Linked DNA regions of Danio rerio: region 2 is linked to region 1. Evidence: chromatin contacts called from public HiChIP or PLAC-seq data. All regions are on one chromosome and are shown on one strand. The core of a region is the stretch at or near the end of the contact, and the rest is flanking DNA. Distances in the headings are between cores, read along the strand shown.

The links. HiChIP or PLAC-seq counts read pairs in DNA pulled down with a chosen protein or histone mark.
Region 2: an H3K4me3 HiChIP or PLAC-seq map of embryo shows a contact between it and region 1, with 3 times the contacts expected there. The contact joins the promoter of wnt7ba here to the promoter of sco2 in region 1. A contact is called at or near these places in 1 of 18 Hi-C or Micro-C datasets (an unstated tissue) and 1 of 4 datasets of contacts at active chromatin or transcription factors (embryo).

What each region holds. Positions count from the first base shown.
Region 1 is chr4:19,041,545-19,049,368 of GRCz12tu, forward strand. sco2 (synthesis of cytochrome C oxidase 2) reads right to left here and starts at 4,579. Exons shown (of 1, transcript NM_001045232.1): 1 at 3,737-4,579. The coding sequence starts at 4,576. The coding sequence ends at 3,737. ncaph2 (non-SMC condensin II complex, subunit H2) reads left to right here. Exons shown (of 19, transcript NM_001044991.1): 19 at 1,660-2,223. The coding sequence ends at 1,803. cfap54 (cilia and flagella associated 54) reads left to right here and starts at 6,082. Exons shown (of 69, transcript NM_001423554.1): 1 at 6,082-6,268; 2 at 6,728-6,833; 3 at 6,953-7,096; 4 at 7,726-7,824. The coding sequence starts at 6,120.
Region 2 is chr4:19,272,947-19,280,770 of GRCz12tu, forward strand. wnt7ba (wingless-type MMTV integration site family, member 7Ba) reads left to right here and starts at 2,831. Exons shown (of 4, transcript XM_068220765.2): 1 at 2,831-3,067. The coding sequence starts at 2,936. It also overlaps a transcript of pparaa not described here.

The sequences.
Region 1 (7,824 bases), core at 3,329-5,828:
TAGTCGGTACCTTAAAATAATATGCGTTTGTATCTAAAAAGTCCATATTAATAAATGTTCTCTTTGAACCCCTTGGGGAGAATGACCCTGTGTCAGTTTTTGTACTTTTATTTAATAGTGTATATTGCATAACAGTTTTATTTATATTTTTTAAAAACTATTTGACTATTTTCCTCAGTGTATTTAATCTGTAGGTTACTGCTGTAAGAAAATATCAGCATTCAGTACATACTTTCAGTATTACCTTTGCTTGAAATGACCCTATCTAATCCTGTTTATATGAAATGAGTCTGCTTTTGAGCAGGCTTGAGTTTGGATGAACTAAACGATCCTGGATCATGTCAAATTGTAAATAACCAAGTCCAGCTAATTGAGTAATCCACGTACAAAAGAACGGACCCCTGATACTGTTAACTTGAGTCTGATGCTGCATCCGAAATCTCATTCTTGCCTACTATATAGTACGTTAATAACATTATGTGAGCTGATTATTCAATTCAATAAGTTTATTTGTATAGCACTTTTCACAATAATTATTGTTTCAAAGCAGTTTTACAGAAGGTGCGTATAAATTTCGGAAAATTAAGGTTACCATAACTTTAATAGTTACTAATAACTTTTACTAATTAATTATTAACTAATAGCTTTTAACAGTTAGTTATAATATACAAGCATAGTTAACCTGCAGTTATATAGTATATAGGTAATATCTATATGTACATGTTATCTATAGTATGCCCAAATTTATATTATTCGCAAAATGGTATACGAGAAGTACCCGGATGACCTTTTACTCCTGATCAGATTCTGAAGTTTGCATCCAATGGAAGCTTTGCTATTCCGTGATGCTATTCAAGAGAATTCATGAATGAAGTGAAGGGACACAACTGATGCAGGTAGGTCACATGATAATGGCAGATTTAGTATGTTCAAATTCCTTTCCTACTTTAAAGAATGTATTTTTCTAACAGTCGTGTAGTAAATTCAAATTCAAATGTAATTCCTACTTGAGTACTTTCGGACGCAGCCTGTGTGTTTTCTTATGTATCGCCAGTTAGGTTGTTTTGGCCTTTCTGTGGAACATGTGATGAGATTTGTGTAGTCATGTGCACTGGTCAAACATTTGGGGTCAGAGTTTTATCTATCTGTCTGTCTGTCTGGCTGTCTGTCTGTCTGGCTGTCTGTCTGTCTGTTTGACCGGGTCATTTTTTTACTTTTACATTTTTATTGTATTTTTTTTAAATGTTATATACACTCTTCACTTTATCCTTGATGAATTAAAGTAAAATTAATTTCTAAGGGTAATTTTTGAATAGTACTGTATCATAGTTTCTACAAAAAAACATGGCCAACTGTTTTCAACTCTGATAATAGTATGAATAATATATATATATATATATATATATATATATATATATATATATTAGCTGCAGATCACCATGTAAGAATGATTTCTGTAGGGTCATGTGACACTAATAATAATAATGACACTGAAAATTCTGCTTTAAATTAATTACTTACTAAAACTATTTTTATTAAGAAAACTATTTTAAAAACATACAAAAAAATTACTGATCCCAAAACTTTTTAAGCTGAAATATTATCTTTGAAAACAAAACAAATACAGTTTATGATCTGATGCTGTGCTTTTTGTTACAGGCCAACGATTATACAGTGGAGGTTGACAAAGTGGACGGTCTTGACTGCAGCGTGGACACAATGGAGCTCACTTTATTGACTACTCAGAGGGCTCACGAACGTCTCAAAACCTACAACGCAACCGCTGCTACAGATATTCCCTGAGCTTTTACTTGTTGTGCTTATCATGTCTTACCTTTGGAACAGAAGCTATTTATCATATATTTACAGATAAAAAGGCTTTGTGATTCTCTATCCTACAGCTTTTAGGTCATTCAGACTCATGTTCTGATTTCCAGCTTTGCACTTGCTTTTGAATTTGATGTTTTAACTTGCTGGATTGAATGCTGAAATGAAGAAATGACAGGTGTCTTCATACATTTTAATATCCAAACATCAAATTTCATGAGGAAAGTCTGTTAAATTGTTAAAACGGTCTGTTTCTATTCACTTTCTGAGATGTTCAAATTTCAACCTATTTACATTCAGTAAACTGCATGTCTGTACAGTCTCCTAAGCCTTTTTTATCAATTGTAGAAGATTCACACGTTAAATAAAAGAAAAACTGAAAGTGCTGCACAAAAATGTCTTATTGTGTCTGTTTGTGTTTGTGAAAGATCCAAGTGAACAGAAGATGTACTGGTATTGTTGAGATGTCTTTGTATTTTTGTGTTATAATTTGGATAAATAAAAATATGTTTAGTTTTAAATTGTGCCTGGGCGATACGACAAAAAATACAATCTCAATAATTATTTTCCTAATTGAACGATAATATATATATTTGATATAAGTTGTTCATGCTTCCTGGTTTAAAAGAGTACCCCAACAATGAGTGAAGCCACACAAATTAGAGCGCTCATTAAATGGCATAACATATTTTGGCAGCTGAAAATTTCGGTACATCTCTAATATCAACACACTTTTAGATTCGCATTGTTGCACATTTCTGTTGTGTGATTGGCTCTAAGATCAATATAGAGTGAAAATGTCAAGAGCTTATCATTGTTATTGACACAAATTTTATTGCGATTCATATTTCTATATAATATAGTTTATCGGCCGGGCCCCATTTTAAATGACTGCCTTTATATGAAACCTGAATTTATTTCAAAATCCCCAATGTTTTAATGATCGGGTTATCTAAAGAGTTATTTTAAGTACCTGAAGTACTTTGTTTAGTCAAATTTGGTCAAAAAACAATTAAAATATGAAATCAACTGTAAAAATAATCTGTAGATAGAAATACTGAATCAATAATCGATTAAAAACATTATCATAATTATAATATAGTGTTATAATAGTAGAAATCTATTACAACCCCTTTATTTACTATTGTAAGTATTGAATGTAATATTATGTATATTTTGTCTAATATTTTCATTTGTTTTTATTTCAGTAATTCAGTATTAAAGGGGGTTTGTTGCCTCCATAATTACCTGAAATGTGTTATTTTAGTGTCTTTTATATATAATAATATTAAATGTATTAACTTTTATGTAATATAATAAAAAAAAGTTTCATTTTAGTATGTCAATCTGAAAAAAGGCACAAGTCATTTTTATAATTTTATTATTAATAAATATAATTCATTCATTTTCCTTCTACTTAGTCCTTTTATTAATCGGGTCGCCACGAAATGAACCGACAATTTGTCCAGCATATGTTTTACACAGCGGATGCTCTTCCAGCTGCAACCCAGTACTGGGAAACATCCATACACACCCATTCACATACATACACTATGAACAATTTAGTTTATTCAATTCACCCCGCATCTCTAACTGTGGAGGAAACCGGAGCACCTGGAGGAAACCACACAAACATGAGAACATGCAAACTCCACACTGAAATGCCAACTGACCCAGATGGGGCTTAAACCAGTGACCTCGGAAGGTGAAGTACTAACCACTGAGCCACCATGTCACCTAAAAATAGAATTAATAATAATAATTACATGTACATTTCAGCTTTATTTAGATTACAAACTAAAAATTTTCAACAATTTATACCCCATATTAGCATAATGCACACAAAGACTCAGCTCATCATCATTTCAAAATTTACCTTTATTTACACTCACAACTCGTCTCGCTCAGATTAATCAGGAAACAATCTAACAAAGGTCTTCATGTGATTGCGAATACTCTCAGCAATCTGGGTGTCATTTTTCATCCTATTGTAATAGTCGATAAACAGTCCATCCGGGTTGACCAGGTAGATGACTATGCTGTGATCCACAATATAGTCCCCATCCTCATCTTTGGGCCCATTACTGGCGTAAACCCTAAAATCCCGTCCCGCCTGCTTCACTTCCTCCGCGCTCCCGGTCAGTCCAACCAAACGGGGATGAAAATCTTTCACATACCTGGCCATAGCAGAAACATCATCTCTCTCTGGGTCAACAGTGATGAAAAGAGGCTGAACAGAAGGCAAGCTTGGGTCTTTATCCAAAATATGCACCACGCTGGTCAACTTCTCCAGCTCATCAGGACAGATATCAGGACAGTGGGTAAAACCGAAATATAACAGCACCCAGTGTCCTAGAAAGTCTCGTTTGGTTCTGCGCTGTCCCGTATGATCAAGCAAATGGAAATCTCCCTGTCCGAGAGCCACTTTTCGCAACTGCTCCAGTCTTTGCATCTGAATCCTCTTTTCTTTCTCCTGATGCACGTACCACCAAGTGCCAATGATGCCACCTCCAAAAAGCAGCGTCACCACCAAGCGTGTGCGCAGTTTGATGCCTGCGGACGAGCCTGGATTTGGAGTTTTAGGGGAGTTTTGAGAGTAAAAGGCTCTTTGTCGTGCACATAAATGTGGTGGAGCTGAAGATCTGCATGTGGTGTTTGGGATGTGATTTGAAATGTTGTTTCCCCTTATTGTTGACTGCAGGACGCTCCATAACCTCTTATGTCTGTCGAATACCCTCAGTCTTAACATCCTCTGGAAAAAACAACAAAGACAGAGATAGAGAAAGTGAAATGGGGCAAACAGTTCAGTGAATATACCTTGAATAAGTTGATTAAGAAGTGTAAAACTTGCAGGAAAAAAACAGGATTAGCACCTTTTATAGAAATGATATACTGGAAATATGATTAGTTAAGTGCAAATGCAGCAATGGAAGAAATTAAAAGACCACTTGAAAATTCTAAAAATTCAGTAATTAGTGTGTCTTTGCTAGTAAAATGTTATTAAGGTGCTATAAAGGACTAATATTATTTTTCTAATAGAAATTTGCATTAAATTAAATTTTTTAATAATTTAAATAATTAAACATACTGTTGTTTTGAGGCTATTAATTTGCAGAAAATTATAATTAGTCATGATAACAAATGCTGTCGTGCTGAGAGGATTATTACACCAAATGCTGATAGACAGACAGACAGACAGATAGATAGATAGATAGATAGATAGATAGATAGATAGATAGATAGATAGATAGATAGATAGATAGACATGTAATAAAAGTTATTTTATTGCAGTAAATTTCAGACTGTTTTATACTTACTACTCAGAAATAAATAATAGGGATTTTAATCTAACATTGAAACAAATGTTTCATAATGAAGTGTAAAGTAAATAGAATTTTATGGCGTGTCAATGACAATATTAGCAAGCTAGCTTTGCAAGAAAAAAAAGAGTTCAAATCACTATCCCTGATTCTAAAATATACTATCCCTCAAATGCTATGTTATATAAATAAAATCATAGTTACATTGCGCATAAATGTCACTAACCTTGGGATTTCACTCGCCTGTCCTCAATGCAGGATGTAAACTCGATCTTCACATGTTACATGTACAACAGTGAGGCTGCGGAACACTTGCGATTCGTGTTAGCAGATTCCGTTACAGCTTAAATCGGCTTAAATGCACATGGTGTAGAATTATTATTTGTTCTTCATTTAAAAATTCCAAATAAATATTTCATATGTTCTAATTATATGCTACATAATGTGTATTTATGTATTAATTTGTTTATTTTATTCATTATTCATTAAACTAGATTCGTCATTTTTTATCTAATGGCGAATGATAGATATATGATGTCGAATAACCACTAGATGGCAGACTGTAAAAATATAAATATTCAAATTATTTGAAAGGTTTTATTTATTCACTTGTGGGAAAATGTTTTCGAAATTGCATTTCAAGTAAATTGTTAACGTCCAACACCCAAGAAAATCAATCTAAATTAATCCGGACATGACTTGACAAAAGCCCTGGTGAGGTATTTTTACGAATCAACTGTTGTAAATATTCAGGTTAAACTTAAAAGATTACATTATTATCGTACAATTTAATTAAATGTATCTATATATTATTATCTTTTAATTAACTTAATAGATTTAGACAGAAGATTGCAATCATCAGGACACACGCACGCGCCTGCTCGTGCTATGCCCAGACTGACTTGGGAGGGCTCAACATTACCATAACAACAGACTCAAACACATTACCAGCTCGCGCGCGTATGCTGAAACATGGAACCCGCACCAGCGTCCTACTACGGTCCCCTGGATAAACACAACCCTGTCCTCTCAGCTTTTCAAAGCGAATTAAAAGAGTTTAAAGCGCTTATAAAGAAACTTTCCGGCCCGCAGAGCGACGACTATCGATCCTACTCTAGAGGGTAAGAGATAAAGTTAAACAACTAAAAATAAGGGACTACAACTCTAAACAAAGTCTATTTTTGTGGACTACTATTATTATTATTATCATTAACGTTACTAGGTTAGATATCTAACCTAATATTTAATCTAATATTTCTTAATCATTAATCAAGTTTATTTTAAAATTCAGGCCTAATATAAGGCTATAAAATCTACACAAAGTTGTATGTGTAAAGTTGTAAATTGTATTTTTTTAAGATAATAGCTAACGTTATCTGTTTCATTTATTATTATTATTGTTTGTGTACTAGTTCTGATGTTTTATACTCATTGATAAGTTAATTGGCTTCACCTTTTTCCTTTCAGGCTAATATTGAAGTTAGTCTGTAGATTTATATATAGTTTTTATTATCTATTTATGATATGATTTTTCAAGAGCAATTTACTCACATGTGATGTAAATTATTGTTAACTTACAGGTCTCTAAAATTGTTTGAAACATGGAACAAGTATAAATCTCGACTTCCTCAATCTTATTTTGAAGAGCACCTGTTACTAACGGCAGATTTCCTCCTTGACAATAAGGTAATTTAATCTCACTATAACTTTTTTTCAGTTTACTACCAATTCTACTTTTTAAATGTGTTATCCCGTTATCACCTCTTTGCACATAGATAAATGTTTTCTTTATAATTTTCTTCAAGTTTTACAGGCTTGCTCTCTGGCAGGGCTACAGGCTGTATCTGCAGCAGTTTTGCACAGAAAGCCTGGAAAACATACAAGATTTGGATCACCTCCAACGGTTCTTCTTCTCAGATGGCTTTGATTCAGAGAGAGCCATATTTACGGTTAGAGATCCTTGTTGAAATATATTCATTCATTTATTTTCTTTTAGGCTTAGTCCCTTTATTAATCAGTGGTTGCCACAGCGGAATGACCCACCAACTTATCCAGCATATCTTTTATTCAGCGGATGCCCTTCACAGCTGCAACCCAACTCTGGGAAACACCCATACACTCCCGCATTCACACACATACACTACGGCCAATTTATCTTATTAAATTCACCTTTAGTGCATGCCTTTGGACCAGGGGTCACCAGTCTCGGTCCTGGAGGGCCGGTGTCCCTGCAGGGTTTAGCTCCAACTTGCCTCAACACACCTGCCTGGGTGTTTCAAGTATACCTTTTAAGACCTTGATTAACTTGTTCGGGTGTGTTTGATTAGGGTTGGAGCTACAATTTGCAGGACACCAGCCCTCCAGGAACAAGTTTGGTGACCCCTGCTTTGGACTCTGGGGAAAACCGGAGCACCCGGAGGAAACCCATGCCAACTGGGCTCGAACCAGCGACCTTTTTTTCCTGTGAGGCAATCGTGCTACCCACTGCGCCACCGTGAAGCCCTGAAATATATTACACTGTTTTAAATATAATTTTTGTTTGATTTGTGATAATGGCTTTTATCTTTGTGTCTGTTAGTTTCGTGCTCTTCAGGGAGAATGTCAGTGCGTCTTCTATTTGGAGAAAGAAAAAGGCGCACCTCTGGGTGAGAGCGGGGTTCAAAAGCTGCTGAGAATC
Region 2 (7,824 bases), core at 1,581-4,080, 230 kb after region 1:
CCAAGTGAAACGCTCAGATTACAGTACCGAGTCCAGGTCATGTTGACACATTACATGCTTGGCCTTTAGTCTCAGCTGAAATGCAACAAGGGGAAAAGAGGAGAGCTTACAGAAAAACTTGAGGCCGAGCACAAAAGAGGAAAAAAAAAGAAAAGAAAGAAGAGGAAAAAGAATATGACAAAACCATGCGCCAAATTTCTGTCATCTGTTGCAGAGAGTTCGGGGAGACATTCCTGTGGGATTGACAGTTTGGCGTGGTTGTAGCACCAGGGGTCAGTCATGGAAAGACACTTCCAGCGTGCACACACACTTTACAAAATCTGGCCTCTGTTGTGCGCTCTCAGCAATGGCCTGAGCTTTTCTGCCTCGGGTTACGTAGCTCTGTGTTCGACGGCGGTTTGCTTATTTCCCCGACAGGAGATGTAAATGAAAAGATATTTCTGGCAAGATAAATCGAGTGCTGAGTGACAATATTAAGAGAAGTGGAAACAGATTGCTGAAATTGCTGATGACCTTTTTCTTTTTTGTTGTTGTTTTGAAGCGCTGACATCATCTGCTTTTTGAATGCCCCCCCCCCCCCTCTGCCAGAAGGTATACAAACAGACAAATAATTGTGGAAAAAGTAAAAATTCACCCTAATGTAAAATAATGCATGCCATTGTTTATAAAGAGCGCTGGGTCACACATATGTACAACATGTGACTAGGTTTTATGTAAAACCATGAAAAACAGCAACAAAAAAATCCCCTACTTGTTTTTCCATTTAGTTTTAGCGCACATTTTTCTTTCCCAAAAATGCAAACAACAAGCTACACTTTTGAATTTCTTCTTTAGTGTATTTGGTCTGACAAAATTACCGCCAAACAGATGACTGAGACTGAATACACACACTTTACAAAAAAAAACCAGCGTCATAAATCTGATGGTGTTAAAACTGTGCTCTCAAAATTTATTGAAATTGTATTTTAAATTATATATATACAAAATTATATGCTATAATTTATATATATATATATATATATATATATATATATATATATTAGTAAACAAGCAGGCCAACATCACATGCCTTGTAAATCGCACAGTCAGCACAACAAATCTCAAAGGACGTTGGTTAACATGTTATAGCATGTGTGTTCAATACACAGAGGCTTGTTCGACCGGTCAACAAAAAAATATAAAGCCTGAAATAATATGCATAAATCTGTGGACTTTCAAATTAATAATACATTAAAACCACACACAGTAAAGCAATATATGGACCAGAAATTGTAGTTTATATCATTCCGTATGTTTCATTATTCTGAGACCTCTCTGATGCACATGTACAGTTCAACAAAAGTGTACAGAAGCGATTTCACTTTTAGCTTCAAACAGCAGATTATTATCACATTCAATTACTTAAACTGAGTTTGCTGAAAAACAATGAAGATAAAATCGTACCAGATAAATGGTGGATGTACATTCCAACTCTGGGTTGAGTCCGAAAGATTTTCGCCATTTCTTGCACCACTGCAACACACAGACACACACACACTAATTCTAACATTTCAGAATTAGCTCTATTCCCCCTGGCTATAAAATATCTAAAACAACAGCACAATGCATCTAGAAAAAAAATGTAAAGCTGGTAAAATAATTAACATGCATTTCTATAAACAAATAATAATCAAGAAAACTGAATATTTGTTAGAGGAATTTTGTTTATGATAGATCATCAAATCAAATAATGCATGAGTGCAACTTTTCAATACAAAGAGGACATGATATGTTCTATTTTAATAAAAATAACATGAAATAAAAAGCACACATGCATTTCATAAGTTTAATAACAGATTGTTGTTAACCTCTGTTATAAATGGGGCACACAGTGTGTAAAACACGAGACGAGACTGATAGAAATATGTCTGTAAACGACGCCAACTATGAAGTACAAATACTAGATATATTTCTCTGTTTAATGAGAATACCAGATCGGTATCATGCTTCTGTTTAATATCACACACGAATAAATATACCCAAAAGGAGCAGGGCGATCGATTATTTGAAAAGCGTGAACAAAAACGTCTGGCAATGAGAAACTGACCTAATTTTCTACGTCTGAAGTGTCTACACTATTACTCTCTTCGACAAGCGCTAATAAAATAAGCTTTCCTCGTTTCATTCACTCGAGTGTGTGCACAACAGATATTTTACATTTGACGCCAGGAAAATAAGCTGTGAAAACTAGGCTACAGTTCAGAAATGCCCCATATGCCGGGTTTGTGCCACTGGCGCATGTAATTACAAGCGAAATAGGAGCAAAAAGCAGCCGATGGGCTCGACTAAAACATGATAACGGCAAACTTACATTATTTACGTCCGTCTTTCATCCGCTTCTGAGCTTCATCTGGTCCTTTTTGCGAATCTCGGGTTGTCGTTAAAACCGGGAAACGGCAACACAAACAAACAAAAGAAAGAAACTTGCCGGGAGTCGGCGAGGAAATCACGACGACCGTTTTTATTATTCAAGTTCAAGCTGAAATTCCCCCGGCCGTCGCACGGACAGACACTTCAGCGAGGTTAACACGTACACACACACACGCACACAGACACACACACGCGATTGTTAATACAGTCAGCCCGCAAGCAATCTCTCACAACCTTCCCGTCTACACAAAATCATGACGACACACTGCGTCTTCTTAAGGCTACTTTTTTAAATGATCAAAAAGGAGCGTTCGTCCTCCGAAAAGCACCGGACCGACAGCCGCACACTACCGTGAACTAGATCATGCAAGTTCAACTAAGGTGAACTGTGATTCACACTCTCACACACACACACACACACACATACATACACGAACGCGCAGCGACCGTTACACAAGAGCCAGACAGCAGCCGCTGACCTATCTAATATCAGCACGAAATAACACACTGTTTACTCTTATTCACAATGGATACACATATAATGGCGGTGGCTGTTTGCTTTTTATTTATTTCACGGCCCGTCGAGCTCGACCCGTTCGGCTGTTTTACCTCAGCTCGACGAATATGCAGTGCGTTTCAAACCGACGACAAATCTGAGGTAAAAGTTTTGACTAGAGGAGTTTGTTGTGGTTGTTGTCGGGAAAACAAACAGTGTTTGTATATATAGAGCGGGGTTCAGAAACATGCTTGATGTTTACTTGTATTTTTTGCTTCCTTAATAAAGAATAGGGAGAATTATTTTATGATCAGTAAAATAAATAAAACATACTAGCCTGTTTGATACTTTGCCGGTGTATGTAGCAATAGAAAAATATTTTACGCACAGAATAATACAAAAATGTATTTAAAAATTCTTTGAAGTTTTTCATAAATATTTGTAAGTGTCCCGAGTCGTTTAATGCACCGTTTAACCCATGTAATCCCAACATATTCTTTAAAAAGTGCACACATATTTGTAGATAAGTTAGTATTGTAAAGAATAAACTGCATCATTTTTTATAAACAATCAAGATCATCCTCTGGTTATTAGTATATAGGTTATTTGCGTAGGTTTTCCCCTGGTTATAAGATTCATCAGAAAGTTATAAAACAAACGCATGTAACGTTAACCTTTTTTGTTTTGTCACTACCAGGCAACTGTTGCCAGTTATGACCGAGTTGTATGGGGATATATATTTTTTTGCTTTGTTTCATTGAATGTGGTAATAATTTAACAACAAACTCTTAATAAATATGTCACCACTGATGTTTACTTTGATTATTTATTTATATAAACAAGAATAAACCTTAAGACTTTTAAACACTGTATGTATTATAACAGCTATATTTGTATCATACTTTAGAACGATGAACTAATTTAAAACAGCTCTCAATATGTGTCTATTTACACAAGTGCAATTTGTATTGGTTTACAACTATGTAAATAAATTTTTTTGGTCACAATTTAAAAATATTTTAGTCACAAATGGCACTCAAGGGTGTTTAGTGATTTTATGTTTAACGTGTGTGTTATCAATGGCACTCGGAAGGACATTTTTTTAGTTATGGCTAACAATGTGTATGAGATCATGCATTATTTTTTGTTTTTGTATAATTTCAGGCTAAATTGCAACATTAATTCAAATAAATTTTTACGCTGTAAAAAAGTGGTTGCCTTAATTCTTTAAGCTAAATCAAATTAACCTTGTAAGTCAATTTAACTTATATTATTGTAAACTGACATAAACTAGCTCGCATAACTTATCAAATTAGGCTAGAGCACGATTAACTTAGTTTAATAAGTTACAATGAACTAAAAAATATGCTGTCATGACTAATTGATCATGTAATTCATTTACAGTGTAGTTGTTTAACCTAAACAGCATAAAAAAGGTGTTAAATGTACAGACAAAAAACCTTTTTGAGAAAATATCTTTGAAAGCCCATGAATATTCTGATTTACACTCATTACTGGCTCTCAAATATCATTCATCTTTTTTCCTTGCTTCAGTGCTTTTTTAAGGGATAACAAATTCACAAATGTATTTTTAAATGCAATATAAGAAAATATTTTAGAGAGCCACATAAAACAGGCAGTGTTGTTTTTTATCTGTCAGGTACAGATCATATTTTTGTTTCAAACAAGGCAATGTGATCCCAACAAAATTTCCAGAGAATAAAATAAATGATTGGTTTACATATTTTTTGGGTTGTGTGACATTTTTAGACACTGTTTTAAAATGCATTACAAAGAAGTAAAACAATAAATCAGATAAAAGCTTTGATCGCACTGTTATTTAGTTATTATCCCATTTTTAAACTAAGATGGGTAAAAAAAAGCACATGACTGACATAATTTAATAAATAACTAACATCAATGGATCCTTTTAAAAGTTACTAGCTGTGATACAGGATGACTTTGACAGATGTGATGGCTAAAATGTATTTTAAAACTACTTACCTTGCTTTTCCCCCTTCTGGGTTTAAAAACCTGATTACTTTCTCTATAAATACCGGAGTCATTGCTTCACTATTCTACTTATGGTTAAAGAAACACACGGTTCATCCATACAGACACAGCTAATCAGATTAAAGGGCCAAATTGTGTCCTATGTGTGAACGCGTGTGTTTATGTCCTACACAAAGCGGCCTCATGGGATTTAACAGGAGATGGTGGCAAGCAGATTATTACCAAGGGGTTGTTGAGTTCACAATGCATCACATGTTTACAGAGAAAAAAAAAAAAACTCCCTCTACACAGTTAAATTCTTTTAAAAGTAAATAATATATATTTTTAGAATCATCATGATTCTTCACATCCAAAATAAAAGTTGTATTTACATAATGTGATTGTATGTATATAATATGTATATAAATATATACATCTACAATACATTTTTAAATAAATACATAAATAAATAGAATACATTATTACATAATACATATACATTAATATGTATTTCTAAAATTACAAATTTATTTAATTATTTAAATTTATATACGTATATAAATATATATATATATATATATATATATATATATATATATATATATATATATATATATATATATATATACGTGTGTATCTATATATGCATTTTACCCAAAGTAAACACAACCTTTTATTTTGTATACACAAATATATATTTACATAAGATTTAATAAAAAAAAACTCTATGGCCTAAAAATATTCCTCGGGCAGCTGATCCAGAGATATTGACCAGAACGTACTTAGCTTAAACCATTTAAAATGATTATACATGCATTTATAACACAAATAAAGAGGAATTCTCATGCCAAATAGAGTCATCATGCATCTAGCACACTGCATGCGATCTTCTGACGCATGTCAATCACCCTGAATCTCAGTGAGGGGCCCACTCGGAGCCCGCTGATGTTGAGACGTCGCTCCTGCAGTGCACCGGCTGCACCTTTTGTCTTTCAGCTAATCAGAAATTCAGACCCGGCATCACTTGCATACTAAACAAGCCCAAATACTTCGGTCATACGCAAGTCAGCTCACGAGAAGCCTGCTGCTAATTATTTTTTGTGCCCCTGACTGAAATGTGGCACTACTGAATAGAACTAAAGGGCGTAATGATCTTCAGCGGCGTTTAATGCAGAACTTTCTCCACGCCTCACACCGCCAGTGCGTGAGTGTGTATGAGTGCACGGAGCATTGAGCCCTGGGCTGTGCTAATTTGCAATCAGACACTCTCTTTGAGTTCTGTCTCTATGCCCCCAGACAGTGTAAATGGCAGCTGAGACAAAGCTCCCATTCTCTTCGCGCAGGCCCTCATAGTTTTATTTCAGGCCAGTGCTCTCAGACAGAGGGCATTCTGGGAAAGCCAAGAGATGGCAGTGGCAAAGGGGGCGGGACGCTGGGAGAGAGTTGGAGGGAGAGAGGCACGCAGCAACAGCCCCTTGCCTCCCAGTATAAGAGGCATCCACGGGCACACGCTGCAGTGCCACACCCACAGCACCCGTACATTACCAGAACAAACATCAGGCCTGCACTATCACTCACCTTTATCAAAGAGGACGTCAACACAAATGTCCAAAACAAACTCATCACTCCTGCAAATTAAACAGAATTAAACTATCAATTAAAGCAGTGTAAACCTATCTATCTATCTATCTATCTATCTATCTATCTATCTATCTATCTATCTATCTATCTATCTATCTATCTATCTATCTGTCTGTCTGTCTGTCTGTCTGTCTGTCTGTCTGTCTGTCTGTCTGTCTGTCTGTCTGTCTAACGTTCAGTCTGTCTGTCTGTCTTTTCCTCCATCTATTCGTCTGTCTGTCTGTCTATCTGCCTATCTATTTGTCTGTCAGTAAGTCTGTCCGTCCATCCATCCATCCACCTGGCGCACCCGCCCATCCATCCATCCATCTATCCATCCATCCGTCTATCTATCTGTCTATTCCTCCATCTATCCGTCAGTCTATCTATCTATCTATCTATCTATCTATCTATCTATCTATCTATCTATCTATCTATCTATCTATCTATCTATCTATCTATCTATCTATCTATCTACATCTCTATTTGTCTGTCTGTCCGTCCGTCCATCCATCCATTTCTCCACCTGCCCTCTCCACCGCCTGCCCTTCCATCCATCCATCCATCCATCCATCCATCCATCCATCAATCTATCTATCCGTCCGTCTGTCCGTCCATCCATCTGACGGATTTTTATTCAGAATACATTTAATAAAGAAGTCATTTATATGTTATTTATCTTTATTTTATTTTATATATAATATTATTATGCTTATCGTTTGTTTAAAAATATATTTAAAATAAATGCTGTTCATTTTAACTTCATCAAAGGTTCTGATAAAAAGTGTCTCAAATATTAAGCAGCACAACTGTTAACTCGTTCTATCTGGACTGACAAATCGGCATGTTAGAATGATATCTGATTCATGTGAAGTAATGTCTGCGAATGAAAAATAATTATAAAAATATATCCAATACAACTTGGCCATCACCCAAATACATTATCAAGTACAATAAATGCATGCTGAAGTATAGTAAAATACTTCACAATATTGCTGTTTTACTGCACTTTTGGCATAATTTGGGTGCACTTATCTGATCAAAAGTACTACAAGTTTGATCTAAAGTACTACAAAACCCTCAAAATTTTCAACACCAGTTGAAGTTGCTGAGTCATTGAGTTTATAATAATGCATGCCTGTGGTTTTGGTAATGCAGGTCTATTACATATCTTTACTTTGTTTTTAAGAGCCAAGACAATGCCTGACACAGCCCCGCAACCCAAGGCTATAAGTGAATGATTACAAAGAAACGAGCTGTGTCCTTAGTCAAGGGGTCACATCTCGAGGCTACGATAAAACCCAGAG